Linked DNA regions of Mus musculus: all the other regions are linked to region 2. Evidence: chromatin contacts called from public ChIA-PET and Hi-C data. All regions are on one chromosome and are shown on one strand. The core of a region is the stretch at or near the end of the contact, and the rest is flanking DNA. Distances in the headings are between cores, read along the strand shown.

Region 1 (3,652 bases), core at 1,023-3,522, 53 kb before region 2:
AGAGCGTAAGCTAAGTTGTTTGGGAAGTGGGTATTGCAGCTTAATCCAGTGTCCATTTCTGTAGTTGTCAACAAAGACTAGACTGAGGACTGGTATCTGACCTTGATGAGGACTTGGCTGCGTTTGCTTGGTCTGACAGACCCCTGATAGGCTTTTGTTCACTGGAAAGAGAGGAGGAAGGCCTGAAGATTTTCTTTTGGAAAACAGAACTACGTGACTCTTTGAGTCAAAAGGATGGGGAGAAAACCAGTGCAGGGTCAAATCCTCTTCATTGCTTCACACAGTCATTAACTGACTTTGAATATAATAGGACAACCGCTCAGGACCAAGACAAAGTGCTTGGCTTCAGGGACTGGAGAGAGAGTCCATCAGGAAAAAGTGTGTATTGCTCTTTCAGAGGACCTGAGTTCACTTCCCACTTCCACATTCCCACACTGGGGAGGCTCCCAGTCACCTGTAACTCCATCTTTAGGAGATTTGCCACAGACAACTGAACATGCATGCACACATACACACATAAATAAAATAAGGTTCGTTTTTGTTTTTAAAGAAAATGTTTGTATGTGAAGGCTACCTCTGTCGTTTAATTGTCAAGCAAATCATTTACTTTGCGATTGCACCTCAGTGAAATGAATTCAATATTCCAAGTTCACATTTCACTGACTCTGATGTGAGAACTCATTGAGGTAGTCACATATCCAAGTTATAGTATTGAGTTAGGAATGGTTATCATGGTAACTCCCAAAGACTGGTGTGTTGCAAGTTTGGTCCCCAGTGGTACTGAAGTGTAAGAGCCATTAAGAGGCTTGGCCTGGCAGAAAGGTAGGTAGGTTATGGAGTTCCTGCATCACAGTGGTGTAATGCTGCCTTCAAAGAGAGGTGAGTCGCATGGATTAGTTCCTGAGAGAACGGGTTGTTACGAAGAGCCAGCCTGGCCTCTTCCAGGTTCCTGTTTCCTATCTTGCCATGGGACCTCTCTCTTTGTCATATGTGTTCCTACCATGTTGTGATATGATCCAAAGCCCTCACCAGACGTCAGACAGACAGCCTCACCTAATCATAGTCATCCTGCCTCCAAAACTGTGACAAAAATAAACATCCTTTTGGTGTGAATACAGCCTCAGATGTTTTGTTTTAGCAAAATAAAAGGCTAAGACGATGGTCCTTCATACACTAAGTAGTCTGAGGAATCTTCACACTAGCCCCACGGGATAGGCAGGGCAGGCTTTCTCTATTTTATTAGCAAAGAGCTTAAAACTCAGAAAGACTAACTGACATGAGTCACACAGCTCGCAGAGAAGCCAGCATGCGAGCCTGGACTGCTGTCCAGTGTTTTCAGAGTGTGTCCTGTTATGAACAAAGCATATGCAGAAATTATAATGGTTTTGTAACTTTTTAGAAGGAAATGGATGGAGAGAGCAGATAGTCTCTTGTTATAACCCCTTTATGCCACAAATAGGTACTAAATGTCTGTCTGGAGAGACAGGAGTCCCAGGGATCTACCAGGGGACAAGCAGGCAAAGACCCTCCCTTTTATGGAGTTTATAGTCAGTGGCAAGAGATGTAAAGGAGACAAGAACAGCAAGCAGAATGTCAGGTGTACATGTTCCATGGAGACAGTAAAGAGGGAAGGGTAGAGAGAGCCAGGAGAGTTAGAATTTTGAGTAAGAAGCCAGAGAAGTTCTCACTGAGAAAGTGCCATTGGACAGAGTAATATGGGTAGATGAGAACAGCTAGCTAAGTTGCTCTGAACTGGGGACATACTTAGAATGTGGCAGAGTGGAGGGCGTGAGTGGGTGAGAAATGAGGCCAGAGGGGCCACAAGGGCTCAGATCGTTGGTGGGTCCCAGCAGAGACTACAAGGAGTTGGCTGTGAGCTGCAGAAGTGAGGAAGTTTTCGTCAGCACTGTTGTGACTGCTCTGCTGAGACAAGCTAATAGGGGAAACTAAGGGAGAGAGTGAGGGAGGCTCTGCAGTGATCCAGGCACAGGATGGTCACAGCCGTGTAAGGGACATGCGGCTGGATTCCAGGCATAGCTTGATGGCAGACTCCCTGGGCTGTAAGGTGGAGAAAACAAAACAAAACAAAACAACCAAACAAAACACAGAACAGAAGTTCAGCCTCATGCCAAGTGTTTGGCCTCAGTGGCTTGAAGAATTGGCACAGAAATTGGAAAAATGCAGAAATGGGGCTTTGGGGTGAGTCGGAGGTCATGGACATCGGTGCTCAACTGTGCATGTGGTAATCCTGAGATGCCGATTACTCATGCAGCCTCAGGAGACAAGCAGCTAAGCCGAGAATCTCGGAGTCTGTTGTTAGAAAAAGTCAACGGAGCCATCACTATACAGAGCTTATAGCCAAAGACTCGCTTGGTCTCCAAAGCCAGTGTACCTGAAGACTGGGTCCTTATAATGCTGACACTGGACCTTAGACCAACAAAGAAGGAGAAGGCAGAGCTGGCAGGGGGTAAGAAAATACAGAGGTCAAGCCTACCCGGTCTTCTGTAGGTGTCCTTCACGCCCAGTTCAAGGCTGTACCCTGAAAGCTCAGAATGAGCAAGGGTTGTCACTCCTGCCTGAGTCTTATTTGTATCCTGTCACCTTTCTCATGTCCAAGTCTGCTCCATCCCAGTAAAGGACTCCCCCTCACCCTCTGGTGACTCCCTCCAAGACACAAGGACTACCTCTGACCCCTCTTGCTTTAATGCCTTTGGCATGGTACATTGATTTTCTAGCCAAAATCTCAAATCCACCCTGTCACCACCCCAGCGAGACACCAGTGGGTCCTTCCTGGTGTCTAAGGCCTTTCCTTGCCTGAGCCCCACTTTTCACCCTCACTTTGTTCCTCCTACCCCAGGTCCAAGCTTTTCTTCACACGGTACCCTGAGTGACTTTATCAAATACAAGCTGTGCTGTCTCCCACTTCTGCTAGGTCACTTGTTTGCTTTGGGTTTTGAGACAGGGTGTAGGGGAAGAAATTGGTCTCAAATTTGAAATGTTCTGTGTACTACATGCCTGCCTCCTCAAAATCTTACAGGGCTCCGCATCCCTCTCAGAATGTGGTCTGTGCTCCCTCTGCTTGCCCACAGCTGTGAAACGGTGTCATCTCTGTCCCTCAGTCTCTCCCCTCCATATGCCTGGCTGAAGTCTTAGCGACCTTTGCTTCAGACCCTCCATCCTTCAGGAAGACAAACATTCCTCAGGAGCTCCTTTAAACACTGGCATCAATTTTAATCGTTTACTCCAGGAAAGGCAGTGTGGAACTTTTAAAAACGTATTCTGGGCCACACCTAATCTTCCAGGGCGAGGAAAAATGGAAAGAAAAAAAGAAGTGTAGATTCTGGTCATAGATGGAAAACAACACAAACACAAGAAGATAGCAAATTATCAACAGAGAACCAGACCCAAAAAGCTAATGCGTGAAGCCAACTTTCCACCAAAACCAAAGGAAATCACAACTCAAAACAAACAAACAAAAACCCCACCACACCTCCACGAAAGGCAATGGCGGCTGGTGGATGTTCTCTCAGAGGGCGAGACCTCCTTTTCTCCCTGTCTGCATCTGTTGAGGGAAGGCGGAAACCTTGCTCTTCTGTGATTCCCCAAAAGGTTTCGAAAAGTCCGTAGCTTCATTCCTCAGCTCCCAGAATTA
Region 2 (3,513 bases), core at 439-2,938:
TCACACACCAGTTGACTCATGAAAGTGGTAGCGTCTGGGTTACAAGAACATGAGGTCAGTTAAATGACTGGAAGACGTCTTAGTAAATACATGTATGTACAAGCACATCAGACAGTGGACAGTCCTAACGGAAGCTCTGATCAAAAGGTCCATTCACTGAAAGCTGCTTGGAAAATAATTGATTCAAGCAGTTATTCATTTACTGCTGCGGCTACAGGCTCTCAGAATTCTCACCCAACGAGAGCAAAATGTAGAACCCACAATTCTGAGCCTAGTAACAGAAGCAAAAAACAATGTATTCTTTCACCAAACTAAAATATAACTATATCGTCAACCTACTGTCCAAACAATGTATTATTTCTCCAAACTAAAATATAACTATATCATCAACCTACTGACTGCATATATCGAGTGGAGCCAGTCTATCTATGCTCCTTCAAATGCTGGTTCTATTTCAGATGGCTGTCTAAAATACGCCTCGTTTCTGTTAAATCTGTAAGATCTAGAAACCTGTTTATCCATCTAGGCTTCTGTTTGCTTCAGAACCTGAGGTTTCCTTGAAACTTGGAGCTGCAGAAGGAGCTAGCAGAACCACAGCAATGCACACACAACAGCCGGAGCAATCCTTGCTCATCAGTTACCAAATCACTCACACAAGACCTGGAGCAAATTTTTATCGAGCATCCTCAATCTACATTTCAGTTAGGGAAGACCTCACATCAATGCATATTTAGTTCCAGGCTAGTTTCTTCTCAAGATAATTACTTTTAAGAATAAAGATCAGAACCAGCTTACAGGACTCCTTAGAAAAGGCCAGTCAGTCCCTCCTCTTCACCAGGGTTTTCAGAGAGAGCGAGCCACAAAATAGCACTTCACAGTAACACCCACAAAACAACCACACGCACACACATAAAGGTTCCACCCCGACTTCCTTGGCATATTGCAGATTCTTTTCTCTAAACAGGAAGCTGTTGACAGTTCCCCTCTTATTTACAGAGTACCAAAAGCCCCCTTTACAATAATAACCACAACTTTCAAAGTCTAGAGTCTTTTCTCACGGTTCCCATTGTTGCTAATTATACATGCTGCAAATGAGGTAGAAACCAAATTCCAGACTGCTGTGGGCTGACGCAGAATCAGCAGCAGCAACAAGGAAAAGTTAGCTGCTCCCTCCAAGGCGGTGCTGGAGTTACCAGACCCCAAACAACACTGAAGGAGGGATTCCTAGAATTCAAGGGAGCAAATTTGGCTCACGCTGCAAAATGAGAATTTCTAAATAATGTATGTTAGCAAGCATTGCGCAAGAAAGATTACATTTTAACCTACTTCATGGAACACTAATCCAAATTTAACCAAGTTCCAGAGACTGCCTGAAATTCGTGACTGGAAGCTGCTTCACATTCTTTGGCTCCGTTCGTCAGTAACTGCTCTTGAAGGCAAAGTTGTAGGAGGTTAAGAGGGGAGGGAAAACCATCAGGGGCTGTGAAACCACGTAACTCCTGTGTATAAAGCAAACCGATTACCTCACGCTGAAGAAGTGGGGGTTTAGTAGTCCATGCTCCTGCAGCCCCTGGGAAGCAACAACCACAGCTGTAGGGACAGCAACAGCGGCGGCGGCGGCAGCAGCAGCAGCAAGGTCCAGCATCCACCAGATTCTCACAAGCCTTTGACTGTGCGGACTCAGCCACAGACTCTGCCTCTGGCTGACGTCAAAGTCCCTGTCACATGGCCAGATAAAAGCCAAGAGAGCATTGGTTGTCGTAGCAACCACAGACTGGCTCTGAAATTATTTCAATAGGTCATCTGTCACTGATGTGTGTGCTCGTGTGTGTGCATATCTGTGTGTGCATGTATGTATACACATGGATTGCAAAACCATTGTGAACAGTGCCCGGCAGATAATTTCAACCCTCAAAGTTGTGACTCACGAGTGCCTGCAACTTTCATCATTAAAGCCTGCTTGTCCTTTCTCTGGTTGCCAGAAAATGCATGCTGTGACCCTTAGTCTTACTATCACAGCACAGAGCCCCTCCCCCTCCAGTCAAAAAAAGAAGCTGAAAACATTCATGAGGTGGTTTTCTTAGTGAATTAAATTCCCCTCTAAATAAACTGAGAGAAAACAGCTTTCAAGAGATTGTTGGTGGAAAAACTGTATATTCTTGAAACTGAATCCTCATCGGTGTCCCGAGAGCATGCCGATGAAAGATGGTGTGGCTGAAGGAGCCTGACAGGAAGGAAGCATGCTGCAAAAAGCAGGGTAGATAAAGCCAAGTCGCATGCCACCTAAGATTCCTTGCAAAAATGATGACCAGAACACTTCCACAAGGGCACAACTTTAGAAGGACCTGGAGATGATGAGAAAAGGGGCCAGACCCCTCCGCAGGTCCCACACTCTACCCTCCCACGATTCTCTGGTCCATAACGGACTGAGGGAGTTTCATGTTGAGTGACTGGTTCGGCATCCCACAGATGGAATCTCCCTACCACAGAGGAGTCAACAGTGCAGCCCACCTGTTCCCAAATTACAGCTTCATTGCCTTCAGGGACACGTTAGCTGATCTTTAGCTCTGTGTGAGTGCTTATGACCCAGTTCGTTCTCATTCTTAATTAACAGGAAGCCAATTAAACAAAATTGAGTAAAACCCATAGGAAGGCATTATGAAAAACCCATTTAGAAAATGTGGACTCATTCAAAAAACAAAGGAGCTGAAAGGTGGGGAGAAGAAAGAGGTGGTGTGCCTGGGTCATTAGGACTATACACAGACACAGTCACACACACACGCACACGCACACACACACACACTGCGCCTGCACGTGCAAGCATACAAACATGTGCACACACACATAAATGCATGCACACACTCATATTCATATGTGTAACACACTCACACATGTGTGCATACACACACTATGAGATATGAGTGACTCTGTGGCCAACTGGTTTTGTTCTGTGACTCTGTCTTCAGTAGAATAGAAGCTGATCTTTCACAGGACTAATGGCCTATCTGCTTGGCCACAGAAGCATCCCGTTCCCCCATTCCATCTTCCATGCTAGCTCCAATGAAGAGAGAGAATGGGTTTTTATTGGAAGTTATTTTTCTGATGCTATTGGTTGTACCGTGGCAAATGTAAAGGCAAAGTGTAAAGTTAGATTCTTTACTTTCAGACTGAAGACAGTCAGGAATGGACCTACTTGTTAGAATGACAGCAGCTGAACCCAGTGTCTGTGCAAATTGGTTTGAATGCCTTATAAGGGGCAGACTTAAGCAACAGGTCTATTTTCTAGACTTGTGTTCTACATATAATTCTGGTTCTCTGTTTAGGAGTGTGGGTCCTTGCTCTGGGCTGGGAGGGAGGAAGGTGTAGGAAGGGAAGTGTAGGTGTCCAGGGATCAAGTTCTCCCTGCTGGCTGCCTGACTTGACTTAGCCCAGGCTCTGAAGCTATGCTGCCTTGTCAATCGTTTCTCCATTTTATTCAGTTTAATATCAAGAAAATAAAACTGCAATGTCACC
Region 3 (3,377 bases), core at 290-2,789, 40 kb after region 2:
TGACAGCTAATCACAGAAGCTTTTGGGCCACTTGTTCAGCTTTAATGTCCTTCTTCGGCACCTGTGCCAGGTAAGACTTACATGGTATTTGGATGCTTTTCTTCTGTTAGGACAGTCTAGGTCTACCTGAATGAGCCATCAGAAGTAGAGGGAAACTTCTCTCCCCATAACACTGTAGAGTAAACGCATGTTAAAACCTGTACAAACCCCAACAATATACAACACCCAGAGTGAACCCTAGACCTGCTATGTGCAACATCAAGAATGAGTGTTATAAGCACAGTGGACTTGGGGATCTAGGTTGCATCACAGAGTAACAACGTAGCCTGTGAAACTAAATGCAGAGGATAGGCAGGGCTGGGGAAGGGACTCACAGGAGGTCTCTGTCTTCACTCATTAAAGTAAATCTCAGACTGGGGAAACGGCAGAGTTGTTAAAGTCCTTGCCAAACAAATGACAGGATCAGAGTTCAGATCCCCAGACACTCATGAAAGAGCTGGGTGGTTGTGGCTCCCTGCCTGTAATTTCCATATTGGGTTTGACTGGGAGACTCTGCCTCAAGGAGTAAGTGGAGGAATGATGATGGAAGACTGTCCACATGTGCGACCCCTGCACACACATGAAAAGAAGACAATGAAAAAGAAGATTTTAAATTGGTCTTTTGGGGCTGGGATGAAGTTTAGTTGGTATCGTGTCTGCTCAGCATGCACCAAGCCTTGGGTTCAGTTCCCAGAAATGCATAAACCAGGCCTGCTGGCACAAACCTGCAATCTCAACACTCAGGAGGTAGAGGCAGGAGGACCAGAAGTTCAAGACTCGTCTGAACGACACGAAATCCTGTCATTATGTTTTAAGAATATTTACAGCAGCCTGTCCTCCTCGTCTATTCGAAGCTGGCTCTTTGATAAGTGTTGTCTGCTTAAAAACTGGAAAATGACATTTTCTCCATTTAGACATTTAGCATGTCTCCCCCTTCCTTGTTCATCCCCAAACTAAGCTCTTGTTATAAGGATCCATGTGAGGTAGAAGCCCTCATTCCTCCTAGAAGTGCTCGCAGGCCTGGCAGAGTCAGCTCTGCCCTCCCCAGTGGTACAGCAGGAGCAGCAGCGGCAGCTCGGCCGATGGAGACCTGGTTAACACCATCCTCCTCAAGGCTGATAGCAGACAGGCTTTAGAGTTCATGCCTGCCTTAGGATTTGTTCTTTTTGGGCCACCATTTTATTTCCTTGCCACCCCCATTAAGACAAAGTCTCTCTTCCTGTTCTCACAGTTCCCAGGCCTACTAGGAACTACCTGCCTTGCTTTGTGAGTCCCTGACAGTCTGAGGAATGTGGGCGCACAAAAATGCAGGGTTCGTGAAGGCTTTTGCATCTTTAGCCAAGCAGCTACCAGAATGAAATATAAAATAGAGAGAAGAGACCGAGTTGACAGAAAGATGCATTTCACTGTGCAGCTGCCAAGAAGGCCTTGTGGACAGTGCAGATTTTCAGAATAATCGCCCTAAAGAGAAGAGCTGAGAGCATCCCATTCACTGGCCTCCATGAAAGGCGCATTATTCTGGTCAGGTCAGGTGGAAGCAGCCTCCTGTGAATGCAGCCTTCTGAGGCAGCGAGAGACCATCCATGTTTTAAAGGGCCCTCTGACACCAGAAATTTCAAACAAGATTTGGTTCTCAAGAAGCGACACTATATTTTCACAGGTGTTGAATAATCAGACATCTAAAAAGGCAGATTCTCTAAGCCAGATGCAGAAAGGCTCAGGATACAAGAGAACCATTTTGCCTGGTGGACTCTCTGGCTCAGGGTGGGCATTGTGGGTCAGGGTGGTAGGGTTGTGAATCATCTCAGCTGCTTCAGAGGAAGCTCCAACGGATTTCACTCCAGGGAAATGTTAAAATTGAGTAATATATCCTTGAAAATGCTAATGTTTAAAAATTATAAAATACTGTAAAACAAAACCCTAAAGTGAACACCTCACCCACACTGTTATTGCAAACAAGACATTTTCTCTCTCTCTTTTTTTCTCATGCTTTATTTTAACTGTCAATTTGACAGAGAGCACAGTAAAAACAATGGTGGCAGGACATCACTAGGTAGCAGTCTCTTGGCCTGTGTGGCTGAGCTGTCTTTCACTAGGATTCTCTTGTTTGGCTTCACACCAGACACACATGGTAATTACCACAAACTCCAGACTGGACAAAGGTTGAGCCTTGGTAGGAAGTCCATGTTACTTGAGGTGCCTGGAGCCAGAAAGCTCTTGCAAAGGTTGCCATACAAATCCAGAATTTTGAGAAACCAAACATGGCTCCTTTTCCTTTTGTTCACTGTAGGCTGATGGATAACACCAACTACCTTTTTGTATCTTATTTTTTGTTGCCGTTGGTTTGTTGTTGTTGTTGTTGTTTTTCGAGACAGGGTTTCTCTGTGTAGCCCTGGCTGTCCTGGAACTCACTCTGTAGACCAGGCTGGCCTCGAACTCAGAAATCCGCCTTCCTCTGCCTCCCGAGTGCTGGGATTAAAGGCGTGCGCCACCACTGCCCGGCTGCTAACCTTTTTGTATCTTTCCCACTAATTCTGCCAGCATTTTCTGGCTGTGGCTGGTTCTTCTGCTTCTGAGTTTCTCAAACATCCTTGTTCACCAATCTTTCTCCCTTAAGGGAATAATCCTTAGGAGTTGTAGGTGTGAAGATTATTAAGCTTGTTAATATAGTAGCCTCTCTCTTCGTACATTTAAATGAACTGTAATTGCTCCATGGTCAGTAACAAGAAGTAAACACACAGTTCTTAGCACTATGCATAGCATATGTATGTATACAGCATACCACATTTACATTTATTTAATTATTCTTAGTTTAAGAGTCCAACAAATTGTCATTGTTTGCAATTTTGGAGAAGTTGAACAAGGGTAAATGTGTGCATGCTTGGGGAAATGTGTGCATTTGTATTTCCTCGTCTTTGAAGTTTGTCTGATGGCTGCTCCTATTGTGACCCAGAATTTGATCCTTTAAAAACAGCTTTACACAATTCCAAAACTAATCTCATTGTCTCCCCCAGTTCATCCTTGCTGACATTACTGGTTAACTCCCGCTGGGCTCTGCTGCAGTCCCTTCCCAGACATGGTGGCTTGCCAGAATAATCTGTTAAAACTGTCTGGCCATTTTGACACTCCCTGTCATGCGTACATATCTATTTAGGTCTTCTTTGAAGAATTTTGGATCAGAACCAATGAATGAGCTCATCTGTAGATACACCGTTCTAATGTTTCATGTAACTCTTGCCTGATGAGCAAAGGATCCGCAGCACTCATGCTACAACTAAAGAAGGACCAAGAGAATGCATTGCCCATGCATGGAGGCGACACATGGACGGTTCAAATAG

What was found. A called contact is a pair of places that touch in the nucleus more often than the background predicts. ChIA-PET counts read pairs in DNA pulled down with a chosen protein or histone mark.
Region 1: a contact with region 2 is called in a Hi-C map of muscle stem cells, with 1.8 times the contacts expected there. The contact joins the enhancer-like site here to the promoter of Ncald in region 2. A contact is called at or near these places in 1 of 39 promoter capture datasets (macrophages), 3 of 484 Hi-C or Micro-C datasets (embryonic stem cells and muscle stem cells), 3 of 115 datasets of contacts at active chromatin or transcription factors (embryonic stem cells, fibro-adipogenic progenitors and pancreatic cancer cells) and 1 of 9 other capture datasets (adipose tissue).
Region 3: a contact with region 2 is called in an RNA polymerase II ChIA-PET map of neural stem cells, with 3 times the contacts expected there. The contact joins the enhancer-like site here to the promoter of Ncald in region 2. A contact is called at or near these places in 1 of 39 promoter capture datasets (macrophages), 3 of 115 datasets of contacts at active chromatin or transcription factors (CD8 T cells, embryonic stem cells and neural stem cells) and 4 of 9 other capture datasets (adipose tissue, embryonic stem cells, liver and 1 more).

Annotation. Positions count from the first base shown.
Region 1 is chr15:37,404,114-37,407,765 of GRCm38.p6, forward strand. The region is part of intron 1 of Ncald (neurocalcin delta); the gene reads right to left. Among named protein-coding and RNA genes, the nearest start is that of 4930447A16Rik, 20 kb to the right of the region's middle. Within about 2 kb of position 2,273, at least 22 of the 459 cell types and tissues checked have an H3K27ac peak or open chromatin away from gene starts, as enhancers often do. A contact at or near this core is called in fibro-adipogenic progenitors and muscle stem cells, where this site is marked.
Region 2 is chr15:37,457,694-37,461,206 of GRCm38.p6, forward strand. Ncald (neurocalcin delta) reads right to left here and starts at 1,689. Exons shown (of 4, transcript NM_001170868.1): 1 at 1,524-1,689.
Region 3 is chr15:37,497,877-37,501,253 of GRCm38.p6, forward strand. It overlaps a transcript of Ncald not described here. Among named protein-coding and RNA genes, the nearest start is that of Gm41305, 18 kb to the right of the region's middle. Within about 2 kb of position 1,540, at least 36 of the 459 cell types and tissues checked have an H3K27ac peak or open chromatin away from gene starts, as enhancers often do. A contact at or near this core is called in neural stem cells, where this site is marked.